2 separate regions of the Macaca mulatta genome follow, and region 1 is linked to region 2. Evidence: chromatin contacts called from public Hi-C data. All regions are on one chromosome and are shown on one strand. Each heading gives the region's core, a stretch centred on a gene start, on an enhancer-like site or on the middle of the called end of the contact. The rest is flanking DNA. Distances are from core to core; before and after follow the strand shown.

Region 1 (7,333 bases), core at 1,526-4,025, 120 kb before region 2:
AGAATCAGAAAGGAGCACATAAGAGCCTTCAAGAATCTTGACATTGCTGTATTTTTAAGCTGGGTAGTGGGTACATGGTTTTGCTTTGGTTTTTTATTATTTACAGCTACATGTTAAAATATTCTTTTATGCAGCTGTTTTGATTTTTAACAGGAGAAACCATTTTCTCAAAAGTTCAACCCAGAACCAGGAGCAAATGCAGTAACCAAATCTGGTCTCTTTCCTCCTTGACCCCTTTTTGACCAAAATGCTATCTTATAGGCACAGAATTTCCATGGCTGACTTAGCCCAGCTCTCTGTTTTGTCAGGAATATGTCATACATATTTCATGAGAATTACTTAGCATCTCTAAGAAAACTTCAATTGTATTTGTTGATGTAAAAATATTAAGGCTTCAAATTTAGAAAGCAAGTGTGCATAGAGGAGGCATTACAATGGTACAATTATTCATAATTTACATTTGAAAAGCTGGAACTTTGAAAGGATAATGATTTGCACAAATGTATGTAGTAACTGCTGTGCTAGAAATGAGACAGAATCTCAGATTTCCCTGCCACTGCTATAAATTACAGAACAGGAATTAATTTGTGTGGGGGTATTTTTGAGCTACCACCCACTGGTGATTATCAGAGGTGATAATTATCTTAGTATAACAGGGCTAATATCTTGCCAAGATATTTGCTCTGAAAGAGCAAAATACTACCAGTATCAGAAAAGCTAGTATTTTCAGAAAGTACCTTCTGAGGACCTAGAGCTATCTGTTGTTTAGTGGAAGGTCAATACACAAGTTTATATTTCTTCAGAGATGAGCGAAAGATACAAGGAAGCCAGGTCCAAGTGGATCACACACAGCTTTTCAAGCACAACACACATTACTGAAACGTAAGACTGGCATTTCACACTTCATCTAACTTCTCATTTGCAGACACCTGCCATTTAGCAAAATAAAGTGGGAGTCCAGAAAAAGGAGTACTTCGTGGTAAAAGACAGAGCTGCCTGTTGTATTTCAAAAAGTTAAGCCTTCAAAAACTTTTCAGACATTTGGGCGACTTTTTTTTTTTTTTTTTTTTTTTTTGAGATGGAGACTTAACTGTTGCCCAGGCTGGAGTGCAGTGGCGCGATCTCGGCTCACTGTAACCTCTGCCTCTCAGGTTCAAGCGATTCTTCCGCCTCAGCCCTCCCGAGTAGCCGGGATTACAGGCGCGTGCCACCACGCCCAGCTAATTTTTGTATAAAATTCTTCTTTGACCACCCTCCCCACCTCGAAAAAAAGTAAACCTTACTAATCATGACACTAATGCAAACTCAACGCATACGCTACACAAACATGTAACTCCTTATTTGGAACTAATAATATTCCAAGCCAAGGAAACCTACAAATAATTCCGCTATAGTCACAGGAGAGTGTGAAGATACAAGATAGCAACGTTGGATATGTAACTTACATCAATAAAAATTTCACCAGCGTTTAGGGAAAGGAGTTGTATATGTGGGTCATTTAATAACCACTTCCGAAAAACCCACTTCCAAATTTACCGAAGTGGACAACGCCCTACACGCAAGGTGAGACCCACAGGCATCGCTGCTTTGAAGCTGCATGTAAGCTCTGAAGCTCCAACATTTACAGAAGACTTTAAAAACTTTGTGAGAAATCACAACGTTCTCCTTCTTTAAAGTAGATCAGTGCTGGGAAGGCTCAAAAGTCACTTTCACTCCCTTACCGAATCATCAAAAAGCCCCGAGGTGGCTGGACCGGGAGCCGAGCATCTCGCGCGCAGCCCCAGCCTGCACAGGTGCGGAGCTCGGGGGCGCCTGGGGGCTCTCGCTCCGCAGCCCGCAGCCCGGAGGCGGCCCCTGCCCTCTCGCGCCTCTAGCGCCGAGCCCCGTGTCCCCTGAGCCACGGACACGGTTCAACAGAGGCAGAAACACGTCTCGCAAATGTGGGGACAAACTGTTCCACTGTTGGATATAGGGTGGTTTCCTTGGTGGTCACGGATTCTTTCTCAAAACGTGAAGCTTCCAGGAGCACCCCTGTCTCGGCAAAGCCCCTGCGCGGCCGATGAACCCCGCGGGAGGTGGGATGCGACCGCTGGGCTGAGCACGACCCTCTGCCCTCGCCGTGAGGTGATGCTGAGGGAACCGCCAGCGTCCCGGCCCCTCGGCCAACGGAGAATTGCCGCGGGCCGGCAGCGAGCCAGGCGCCTCAGGCCCCGCCGCCACCTGGCCCGGGCTCTGCCCCCAGACCTTCCGCTGTGGCCGGGTGAGGGTGGCAAAGCCAAAACAGCCCTCTGAGGAGGGGAGCGGCGCCCTCGCACCAGCCTCCACAGGGCGGCAGGGCTCCGAGTTGCTCCCCGCCGGGTCGGAGCCCGGAGGCTATGAGGGACTCCCACTCCCCGCCCCCACCCCGCCCCGACGCGCGCCTCCAGCACCTGCGCCGCCGCTTCCGGCCTCGCTGGCCTCGGACACCGCCCGCTGCGCCCGCAGCCACGGGAGCACGTCCTTCCCGAGGTCGAAGTCGGCGACGAGGCGGAGAGCCATCGCCCGGACACGGCCACCGGGCGGCTCTGGGGCCCCGCGCCGCGGGCATTCCCGGCCCCGCGTGGCCGCCTCGCCCTAGCGTCCCCGCGCCCGCCCCCTCCTTCCTCTCCCCCGCCCCCCGCTGCTTTCGGTTCCGCGGCGCCCTGGCCTGAGAAGCCCCGGCACCACCTCCTCCTGGCCCGAGGCCCTCAGCCGCTGGCGGCCCGCACCTGCCCCTGAGCCGGGCATGGCGGGTAGGGGTGGAGCGGGGAGGACCGGGCGCCAGGACCAGGCCCGCCGGGGCGGGAGGCCTCCGCGCGCACCCTGGGGGCCGAGGATAGAGGGCGCAAGGACGTGGGCGCTTCAGGGCCCTGGCGAGGCCGCTAGCCCAGTGGCTTCCAAAGCTGGAGGGTAGGCCTATTTTCTTTATTCCCCGAGTGACCACTGTGCAGCAAAGTGTGGAAACCACTTGGCTTCAGAGAGCTGGGTCCCCTGGAGCAGTTCAGGGTCACCACAGAAGTAGGCCGTCTCTTAGGCCTATTCGCCCCAGCTTCGAGGTGGTGGTGCTTTATTAGTGTTATTAAGGTAATGAGTAGCAACTGGGAGCAGGTGACGAAGGTGATCCCATTGTAAGAGAAACGCTAAAAAGGGTTAATCCGCTTGATACAAACAGTGTCCTTTTTGTCTTTTAACTCCCTGCATTGGTTCGAGGAAGCTGAATTACCTAGGATTCCCCCTGCGGAGATATCTTTAAAAAGTGCTCTCATTCTTACAGGGGCACATGTCATCTTGGGTGCCTTCTCACCTCCTTCCTACTCCCTACAAATAAGTTCAGTGTTTTCATAATCTCACCACTCCTCAGCGTTCTCTTCGTTCAGGTGCACACCACTGGTACACTCATTGGTTGGGTTACTGCTACATCCCATTCATCCTGAACATCGATGCCAGGTTATTACTCTCCTCCAAACCGGGCTTCCTCCTATCTCTATGCAGAAGACCTTGAGTAACAGCTCACTGCCCCGAGATAATGTGTCTTCTCTTTACCAGAGCCTTCACTCCTTTTCATTTAGAAGCTCAAGTCCAGGCTCACTTGGCTTAAGGAACTTCTGACTCCAGCCTCCTTCCTTACAGAAAAACCTCCAGGTCCTTCCAGCCTGGCCACAGAGCCTTCTCCTCCCAACAGCAGCCCACAGGGACCTCTCCAACCCTAACCTCCTAGGGTAACGTTGCTAGTGCATCTCATTTGATACAGTACTCCCTTGAAACATGAAAACTGAATCTTAAGTCTCCATGCAAACCCTCTGCCCTTTGCCTCCCACCAGGGGCTAACAGAGCACTCTAGAAGGTGCTCGACAATTACTGAAGAATGAGTGAATACAGTAATAAAGAATGCTTTTTCACATGTTTCCCGAAGTTAAGGTCTGAAAACTACTTGTATTGACGTCATCTGGGGCACTGTTTTACAATGCAGACTCCTGGTCTCGAGTCTACACCTAGGCAAGACCCAGAAATGTGCATTTTACCCAGAGCCTCAGGTGATTCTTAGGCTAAGTTTGAAAACTACTCCAACTAAATGTAAAAGTCTTGAATTTTTTACCCCCTAGAGACATGTTAAGATAAATGCCTAATGAAGCTACTAATATTGTCAGTGAATAAAAGGAAGACCACTGGAGCCCCTGAGGAGCTAATGCAACTACTATTTCATATCAAATAAGCTTGTTGCCTTTGTCATACAGGAATATTGTTTGCCAATTTTTTAAATTCAATACATTTCCATTGTTTTTATTTTTGCAGTTAACTTTATATTTTATATTTTATAGTCAAGCAATGATGATATAAAAAATTCTCTTCAAATTAAGTGAAAAAGCCAATGTAAAGAAGGTGAGAAATAATAAGATAATAAAAGAAAGATGTGGCCGGGCGCGGTGGCTCACGCCTGTAATCCCAGCACTTTGGGAGGCCGAGGCGGGCGGATCACAAGGTCAGGAGATCGAGACCACGGTGAAACCCCGTCTCTACTAAAAATCCAAAAAAATATTAGCCGGGCGCGGTTGTGGGCGCCTGTAGTCCCAGCTACTCGGGAGGCTGAGGCAGGAGAATGGCGTGAACCCGGGAGGCGGAGCTTGCAGTGAGCCTAGATCGCGCCACTGCACTCCAGCCTGGGCGACAGAGCGAGACTCCGTCTCAAAAAATAAAAAAATAAAATAAAAATAAAAATAAAAAAAGAAAGATGTGACCAAAGTCATGAGGGTGCTATATGAAGGCACGTGTATCAGTTAGGATTAGATTCTCCAGAAGTTAATAAGAACTCAGATTAACAGTAAATTAAACACACAAGTTTTATTCTGTCACCTATCTGGAGGTAGGCAGAATAAAGCTCTTAGGACAGGTTCCTGAATTTATCAGGGACCCAGGCTCCTTCCAGTTCTTTGCTCCACCTGATCTTGAGTGTACCCTTGTCCTCATGATCCAAGAGGGTTGCAGAAGCTTCAGCCTTCATGTCTGCATTCCAGAAATCACAATGGGAGAAGAGGAATAAAAAGAGGATGCTACCTCTCTTTTAAGTATACTTCCCAGAAGGTCTACACAACATTTCTATATATGTTTCACTCACCAGAATTTAGTCACATGGCCAAATGTGGCTTTCAAGGGAGGCAAGGAAATATACCTGGCCAGTGATGTGCCCAGATAAAACTCAGGACAGTGTTACTAAAGAAGGTGGGGAAAGTAAATGTTCAGAAGCAATTAGAGATCTCTGTCAGAGTATGATGCCCAATTCTGGCCACTGAGTTGTAAGGAAACCTCTGCTATGACAGATCTCTCTATTCTTAAAACAAGAGACATGGGAAAAGATGGTCCCTTTCAGTCTTTAGATATTTTGGGGTCTGGATATGATTGCTGGAATTTCCGATACCTAGCACACTGAAAATGGAGTCATTGGAGTCAGAAGACTCCAGAGAACTACAGAGAAGAGAAACCTTGGTATATTATTTTTGGAGCCATCCTCTGCCCTTTCTGATATTAGAGATGATGAATTTCCTATTATTTAAATGATATTGAGTCAGATTTTTACTTGCAACCAAGGGTTTCTATTTTAAGGAGTGATCATTTCAAACTTTAGGACACAGGCCAAAGAGCACTATAATAACAGGTTTTTGCTTGAACACTTATTAGAGTCATTCTATATTTTGTATTGTTTTATTAACATAAAGTGAAGTTATGCTGAGGGAGTAGGCTTACAGGAAAAAGCTCAGATAAGCAAAAAGAGTTTGTTGTAAAACCCTGATAACCTAAGGGCCTCTGGATTAGATCACCTGAAAGTCATTCTATGTATTATGTAAGCCAGTTTGAGTTGAGTTTTCTGTTACTTGTGCCAAAAGCATCTTAAATCAGGGATTTTCAAACTTTAATGAGCATTCAAATCACGTAAGGATCTTTTTTTTTTTTTTTTTTTTTTTGAGACAGAGTCTCCCTCTGTCGCCCAGGCTGGAGTGCAGCGGCGCGATCTCGGCTCACTGCAAGCTCCGCCTCCCAGGTTCACGCCATTCTCCTGCCTCAGCCTCCTGAGTAGCTTTAGTAGAGACAGGGTATTTTTAGTAGAGACAGGGTTTCACCGTGGTCTCGATCTCCTGACCTTGTGATCCGCCCGCCTCGGCCTCCCAAAGTGCTGGGATTACAGGCGTGAGCCACCGCGCCCGGCCACACCTAAGGATCTTGATAAAAGGTAGATTCTGATTCAGCAGGGTGAGGTGGTGCCAAAGAGTCTACATTTTAACAAGTTTCCAGGTCATGCCAAAGCTGCTGGTCCACAGATGACATTTTGAATAGCAACATTCTGCTACTTAATGTGAGGATCTTTCCACCTCGGTATTGCTGCCTTACTGTCCACCATAGAGAGGGCCAGGTGAGGATGTGCATGGAAGGGCTAGCTTTGAAGATACACCAGAGCTAAAGGTCTGTATCTGGGGAGAAATCTAAAATGGAGGTAAATACTGATTCCAGAAGTTTGAACCATGTCATGGGTCACAAGTTCTAGTGGCAAGCCACAGAGAATCAGTAAGCTAAAGGGAGGAGATAAAGGTGCTTACACTATAGTAGATATGCAAGCACAAGGCAGGAAAAGAGGTGAAGCAGTGCAGTGAATCAGAATCTTCAAGGTGATGATTCTTGTGCACACTGAAGTTTGGGAAGCACTGGCGCTTTAAATGGGGGTTGTTTTCTTTCTTTCTCTTTGTGACTGGATTACTGAGTTTTAAACCTGTGTTGATTTGTTGCAGAGCAGAGACCTCACCAAGATGCAGTAGGCAAGGGGGTAGAGGAATATGAGTCCTCCAAAACATACTTACTCTGTGCACAGCACAACATAGCGATCCTAATAAAATAAATGGGCATCCTAAAGCAAGGTGATCTACTTTACATACGTTCGCTAACTTTTCAGTGTTCTCCTTAGTATAATTTCAAGAACAGTATTAAAGATTTGCACAAGAGAAGATGAAAACAGATGTGGTTTTTCTAGAGAATTTTTAAAACTACATAAGATGTTCAAGATGAATAATTCCCGAATCGCCAATTCCAAGTGCTGTTATAATACAGATGTCTTTGCAGTCATTTCATAGCAGTTTTTAATTCTGTCCTAAAAATGAAGCACATTGGCACCCTACATATTTTTTTCATCTAACAGTTTTGTTTAGATATGTTTTAAAATAGAAGATATAGTCCCATTTCTTAAGAGTTACAAATGGAATTCCAAGGACTATCCCAACTCCTGTTAACAATAGTTTTCTGTGGGGAATGTAACTCAGTGAAGGTTGTTTTT
Region 2 (7,486 bases), core at 3,454-5,953:
GGCACAATCTATGCTCACTGCAACCTCTGCCTCCTAGGTTCAAGTGACTCTCCTGCCTCAGCCTCCCAAGTAGCTGGGATTACAGGCACCCATCACCACGCCCGGGTAATTTTCGTATTTTTAGTAGAGATGGGGTTTCACCATGTTGACCAGGCTGGTCTCGAACTCCTGACCTCAAGTGATCTGCCTGCCTCGGCCTCCCAAAGTGTTGGGATTACAGGCGTGAACCAGGGCACCCAGCCTGCACTTCTTACTTTTTCTTTTTTTTTTTTTTTTTTGATACGGAGTCTTGCTCTGTCACCCAGGCTGGAGTGCAGTGGCACGATCTCGGCTCACTGCAAGCTCCGCCTCCTGGGTTCATGCCATTCTCCTGCCTCAGCCTCCTGAGTAGCTGGGACTACAGACGGCCGCCACCACACCTGGCTTTTTTTTTTTTTTTTTTTTTTTTTTTAAGTGGAGACGGGGTTCCACCATGTTAGCCAGGATGGTCTTGATCTGCTGACCTCGTGATCTGCCCGCCTTGGCCTCCCAAAGTGCTGGGATTACAGGCGTGAGCCACCGCGCCCGGCCACTGCTTACTTTTATTTTTGTTGCTTCATGTATTGGCTCCTAATATCTCTCATTCCCTTCTCTCTCATTCACAATTTATCAAAAAAAGTACCAGATTACTATTTTCCTCATTTCCATAATTTTGCTTCTATCCTCAGAAACCTCTTGTGGCTCCCATGCCTACAGTATCAACATTCTCCAGAGCCTAGTCTACTTTGGAGCTTTCACATCTATACAAACGTTCTCCTTCAAACTTCTGCTTTGCCGTCTTCATGCTTATCACTTCTCTTGCCTGGGCGTTCTACTTCCTGTTCAAACCTAATTTAACTTACCCTTCAAGGTCTACCTCTGTGACCACCTCATCCTGACAGCCCGGTCCACAATTCTCTCTCCTTGGAACTGTTAAACCACTCATTATCTGTATCACTCTTTCACATTTATTAACTTAAAGTAACTAAGAGTTTATTGTTTTTCCTGTCTCCTGAACTAAGATGTTCATTCCTTAGGAGTAGGAGCCGTCTCTAAGACATTTTTGTATCTGACACACACGGCATAAACCCTCATATGTTGATATGTTAAAAAGCCATATGTAGATTGAAACAAGACCTAAATGTATTAAAAAGAAAAAAAGCCACTTTGAGAAGGCGGGGCGGGTGGATCACGAGGTCAGGAGATAGAGACCATCCTGGCAAACACGGTTAAACCCTGTCTCTACTAAAAATACAAAAAAATTAGTCGGGCATGGTGGCGGGCGCCTGTAGTCCCAGCTATTCGGGAGGCTGAGGCAGGAGAATGAAGTGGAACCCGGGAGGCGGAGCTTGGAGTGAGCTGAGATTGCGCCACTGCACTCCAGCCTGGGCGACAGAGCGAGACTGCTAAGGCCTTTCCAAAGAACTGCAATCCTGGCTGGGCTTGGTGGCTCACGCCTGTAATCCCAGCACTTTGGGAGGCCGAGGCGGGTTAATCATTTGAGGTCAGGAGTTCAAGCCCAGCCCGACCATCTCTACTAAAAATTCAAAAAAATTACCCGGGCGTGGTGGCAGGCGCCTGTAATCCCAGCTACTGGGAGGCTGAGGCAGGAGAATCGCTTGAACCCAGGAGGCGGAGGTTGCAGTGAGCCAAGATCGCACCACTACACTCCAGCCTGGGCGACTAAAGGAGACTCCGTCTCAAAAAAAAAAAAAAAAAAAAAAAAAAAGAATTGAAATCCTTGGAGATAGTTTACACAAATTTTCCCAAACCTAGCAGTAGATGCCAAAAGTAGCCGCTGAGAACTGAAGAAACTCTCAAGTGTTGCAAGAAAGAGAGAGAAGCTTGCCAGTAAGAGGAAACATGTTTAAAAAGACTAAAAACACCAGCCAAAATGGGACTCAATACCTTAAACAAGTAACACTTCTTACCCAACACTATACCACACGGTAGTAGACTGTTACACAACTTGTCCAGCATATCATCTTTACCGATCACTGTCTGGTTGGTACATTGTTTTGAACCATCAAAAGCGGAGGTACTCCTGATCATCTTTCCATTTCTCTGCTTACAGTCGAATTTCTCTCCCATTTCTGAGGGGGAAAGGGCCATTTACAGTGAGCATGATCAAGCCGTGATTCTGGCATTTCCTCACATCTGGTGAAACTGAGTCTCAGTAACTGGTTAAAGTAAAATACTGCAGGCCCTTTTATCAAATAAAGTTTACCTTAGAAATTAAATTATTCCTCTAAGTGAATTTTTGAAATACAGAGCACAACTGTATCTCTTTGCATGCACACACGTATATAAATGCATAGGAAAAAATTTGGAAGGGCATAACTTGAAGTGCATTTTTTTTCTTTTCTTTTCTTTTTTTTTTTTTTTGGAGACGGAGTTTCGATCTTGTTGCCCAGGCTGGAGTGCAATGGTGCGATCTCGTTCAATGCAACCTCCCCCTCCCGGGTTCAAGCGATTCTCCTGCCTCAGCCTCCTGACTAGCTGGGATTACAGGCATGCGTCACCACGCCCGGCTAATTTTTTTGTATTTTTAGTAAAAACGGGGTTTCAGCATGTTGGCCAGGCTGGTCTCGAACTCTTGACCTCAGGTGATCCTCCCACCTCGGCCTCCCAGTGTTGGGATTACAGGCATGAGCCATCGCGCCTGGCTTTCCCCTCCTCCCTCCCCGAGACGGAGTCTCGCTCTTTCACCCAGGCTGCAGTGTGGTGGCACGATCTCGGCTCACTGCAACCTCCACCTCCCAGGTTCAAGCGATTCTCCTGCCTCAGCCTCTGGAGTACCTAGGACTGCAGGCGTGCATCACCACACCCGGCTTTGTATTTTTAGTAGAGACAGAGTTTCACCATATCCGCCAGGTTGGTCTGGAGCTCCTGACCTCAAGTGATCCGCCCACCTCGGCCTCCCAAAGTGCTAGGATTACAGGCGTGAGCCACTGCACCCGGTCTGACGTGCCTATTTCTGGGGTGGATATATTAGTTGGATTATTTTAAGAGAAATATTTTCCTTTTTTTGAAGAAGTAAATAAACTGTATCCTGTTACACCTATTTTCTTTCTTTTTCTTTTTTTATGAGACAGGGCCTCAGTCTCGTCGCCCAGGTTGGTGTGCAGTGGTGTGATCACGGCACACTGCAACCTCCGCCTCCTGGTGATCTTCCCATCTCGGCCTCCCAAAGTGATGGAATTACAGGCATGAGCCACCACGCCCGGCCTACACCTGTTTTCTTCTATGAGTTTTTCACTAAATTCCATAGTGCTCCTAACTTTCATCTAATAAAGTATTCTACCACTGATATTTCCTATTATAACCAAATTCCCTGCTCTGTACAAAAACGTTTGTGGGTATAAATGATGAAATTCAGTTCACGGATCAAATCCTTCAGTTCTGTCACATTGTGAGAGGCCACTGTTGTGAAAGTAAAATAACTTGTGTTCTAGTTACGGCTCTGCTAAGAATACTCTGGGGGATGTCAGGAAGTCGCTTTATTTGTAAAATGATGAGTTAGACCAGAATAAATTCTCTGATAGAAGTTTACAAAGATGAATAAAGATTTATAGGCCAGGCACGGTGGCTCACGCCTAGAATCCCAACGCTTTCGGAAGTTGAGGGGGTGAGGATCCCCAGTGCACAGAAATTTGAGATCAGCCTGGGCAACCTAGTGAGACCCCTTCTCTACCAAAACTAAACAAATAAATAATAAATTTTAAAAATGTATTAGCTGGGCTTGGTGATGTACTGAGGTAGGAGGATCCCTTGAGCCCAGGAGTTCAAGGCTGCAGCGAGCCGTGATCATAGCACTGCACTATGGGCGATAGAGCAAGACCTTAGCTCTGGGGAAAAAAAAAAAAAGATTTAATAGATTTATAAATAAAGTCCATTCTACTGAGGGAAGTCTCTTATTCAGTTATGAACTGCTGCGAACCTCAAGGCAGGAAGGCAAATTTCCTTCAGTTCGGCAAACACGAAGATCCCACACCCGCGTCATCCGGGAAGAAGGCACTCCGAACCTCAGGCGCTCACTCGCCAGGTTTAAGAGGATGCGCAAATAATAAAAGTCCTCTCACCCAGGAAGCGTTTCACTTCCCTTAGCTGAGCCACACTCCAAGGTGCCGAAGCCTAATTGCTATCCACTCTCACCAATCCGTTACCAAAATGAGCATCTACCTGCCGCGAACGTGGCGGTGACACTACTACAGTTCCCAGCCTGCCTCCAGCCAGCCCTCGCCCGCCCCCACTCCTGGACTCCACAGGCCGTGACTTGTAGGCCCAGTCCACGGCTGGCGGCGGTGCGGGACTCCTGAAAACTGCTTCTCTTCCCTAGTAGGCGGTGAGACCGCAAATTCCAGCAGAATCCTACTCTGATACACTACTGCTTGCCCCGCTCTGAGTCGCATTCCCTCCTTCGGAGGAACCAACTCTCCTCCCGACGCTACTCCGACCTCTAAGATCCCTGAACGGGGCCACGCCCCGGAAGTGGAGTCAGGTCTCCAGGCCGCCCGCTGAAGTGCCTTCCAGCCACTCCAAGCGGGCCTGGGGCCGGCAGGGCGGGCTTGGGGGCGTGGCCGGGAGGCGGGCGGGGATGGATCAGCAGGCGCGGCGCTTGGGGCGGAGCCGCAGCGCGAGGCCGCGCATCTGGGTGGCGGCGGGGACGCGCCCGTGGGGAGAGGCGGCTGCGGCTGCGGCTGCTGGCGGGGGGTGGGGGGGAGGAAGAACCGGGAAGGGGGGGCAGGGCGAGCGGAGAGCTAGCTGTGTTCCTGAGGCGGCGGCGGCGGCGGCGGCGGCGGCGGCGGCGGCGGCGGCGTCTCCGACGGAGGAGGAGGGCGGGGAAGGAGGATGGAGCAAGCTGGGGGTTGGGGTTGGCGCTAGCCGCAGCGGCTCGCCTGGTACTGTGGGAGAGCGGCGGCTGCTCCTGGAAGTTGTGGTGTCGGGAGCCCAGCCGGTGCCGCCGCAGCCGCCGCCTAGGGCAGTGGGGAGGAGGAGGGAGCCGCGGGGCTTGGCGGGGGTCGGGAGGGAGGGACGTGCTGGGGAAACGAGCTGGGGAAGACGGAGCGGGCTCTGCGCCGGGCGGGCGGGCGGCGGGGGGGCCAGCGACCGCAGCCGGGGGGACGCGGGAGGATGGAGCAAGTGGAGATCCTGAGGAAATTCATCCAGAGGGTCCAGGCCATGAAGAGTCCTGACCACAATGGGGAGGACAACTTCGCTCGGGACTTCATGGTGAGTCTCTCCCCTCGCTGTCGCCTTGTCTCGCCGGCGCCGGAGCCCATCGCCGCCTCTCCCGGCCGGGCCGCCAGTGCTTTGTGTACCTCTGTGAGGAAAGGGGCGGAGGGGGCGCGCACCAGCCCGGTGGGCCGGGTGGTCTTGGAAGCCGGCGGGAATCGAGAGCGCCTCCCGCCGTGGCCTCCTTTCTTCTCCCATGTTCGCGACCCCCGCGCGGGCGCCCGGGGCGCGAAGGGAGCGGCCGAGCGGCCGAGCCTGCAGCCTGCACCGCGGCTCGCGACCACCTATTGTTTACCCGGCCGGGAGCCGGAGACTAGTGAGGTGCAGGCCGGGGGGTGCTCGCGTTTCCACATCTCCCCGCCCAGTCCGCTCCTCCCAGGAGGGTCGAGGCAGGGTATCTGGCTGTGACCGGGAGGAGTGCAGATCGTGGCTGACAGAGGAACGGGGGAATTGAGGTTGGCACTAACTCCTGGGATCCCTTTGCTTTAGCTGGTCTCAAAGCGGGCAAGGTAGGACTTCTGCCGTTTCTGGGGTCGCAATCATGATCTCCAACGCTTGGGAAAGGATTGTCCATAAGGAATCTCATGGGTTTACCTAATTTCCATTTACCCGCGTCCCGCTTCTCCTCTCTTGAGACCCAGGTTTAAGGTGATCTTGGGGTCCGGTTCAGGGGATAAGTGTGGGTGGGGGGGATTATCCTGAAGGAAACCGACTTCGGACTCCCCAGGGGATATTGCCGAAGGCGAAGGGGATGTGACTATCACTTCCTATCCGGGGTGGGGGTGGGGAACTTGGGAACAATAGTCCTGGTGGGGCGGAGGCGTCGCTACGGGCCGAAGCCCTGAACTGGGAGATAACCTTCCCAGCGCCCCCCCCCGCCTCCGCCACCCCCCACTTTCCGCCCTCTGCTTGTGCAAGCAGGCTTGAGAGGAGGTGAAGGTTAAAAGTCTTGTTCATGAAACTGCTCTAGATACACTATTGCTCTAGCTCACTATGAGGGGGTCAGATCCGAAGGCGTGGGACCAGAAGTCGACTTCCTATGTTACCCACCCCCCCCAACCCCCGCCCCTTTTATTTTTCTGCTGGACAATGTTCCCTCTAGGGTTGTTTCCCGGCTTAGGAGGCGGTGGTTGCGGCTGCTGCTCCTACGGATATTGCGCAAGACTGGGGCGTTGGAAACCCTGTAGGTCTGGGGAATGGAAAAGGAAGTGGGACTTTGGGAAGTGGTTGCTCCTTAGTCTTGGCGGGGGTTGGGAAGGGGAAATCAGCTAGGGAAAATTTTTATCCTGGGTAAGGTACACCTCCAAGAATAATCACTTAACTCTGAAACCTGATTATGAAAAGGATACACAGTTAATATCTGTAAAATGAATGGGCAGCAGACATTGGCTAGTTTTTATTTTTTATTTAAAAAGTACAGTAGTTTTTATGGTGGAGGTGATATGACTTAGTAGTGAATACTTTTTCACGTTTTAAAGAGACCTGTCCAGTAAAGCTTAGCGTTAAATTTTTAACTGCTTATAAAATAGGTCCTTGACCTTACACAATATTATACTAGTATCGTTGAGCTTTGTGATTCCCGCCTCCCCAGACCAATAATTGAGGATGGAAGTAAAGTTTTCTCAGTATCTTTTGAAGATTGAAAATATAAGTTAAATAATCTAACTTATTCCTTATTAAAAATAAAAATATTGCTTATATTTAAACATTTGCTCTTGATATTTAGCCTATGTATTTTTGAAAAATTACTTTTTGATCTGAAAGGGTTAAGGAAAAGAGGGTATTTTCCTTTTTTACTATTGAACTTTAATTGTCTTAGTATCTTTTGAATGGTGTCATTTACAGCAACTGGATGCAGTCCCCTTTTTACTACTTTCTAGCGAAAGTAGAAGAAAATACTTTGAATATTTAAGGCGTTTAAAACTAGCTTTTTTTGTTTTTGTTTTTGAGACGAGTCTTGCTCTGCGCTCTGTAGCCCAGGCTGGAGTGCAGTGGTGCAATCTCAGCTCACTGCAACCTCTGCCTCCCAGAGTCAAACGATTCTCCTGCCTCAGCCTCCCAAGTAGCTGGGACTACAGGCGCAAGCTACCACGCCCAGCTAATTTTTGTATTTTTAGTAGAGATGGGGTTTTGCCATATTTGCAGGCTGGTCTCAAACTCCTCATCTCAAGTGATCCACCTGCCTTGGCCTCCCAAAGTGCTGGGATTACAGGCGTGAGCCACTGTGCCGGGC

Evidence for each region. A called contact is a pair of places that touch in the nucleus more often than the background predicts.
Region 1: a contact with region 2 is called in a Hi-C map of fetal cortex germinal zone, with 2.0 times the contacts expected there. The contact joins the promoter of GSAP here to the promoter of PTPN12 in region 2. A contact is called at or near these places in 2 of 14 Hi-C or Micro-C datasets (fetal cortex germinal zone and liver).

What each region holds. Positions count from the first base shown.
Region 1 is chr3:142,117,492-142,124,824 of T2T-MMU8v2.0, reverse strand. GSAP (gamma-secretase activating protein) reads right to left here and starts at 2,775. Exons shown (of 30, transcript XM_028846141.2): 1 at 2,430-2,775. The coding sequence starts at 2,538.
Region 2 is chr3:141,997,840-142,005,325 of T2T-MMU8v2.0, reverse strand. It overlaps PTPN12 (protein tyrosine phosphatase non-receptor type 12), which reads left to right and starts at 4,703. Exons shown (of 18, transcript XM_015134192.3): 1 at 4,703-5,250. The coding sequence starts at 5,152.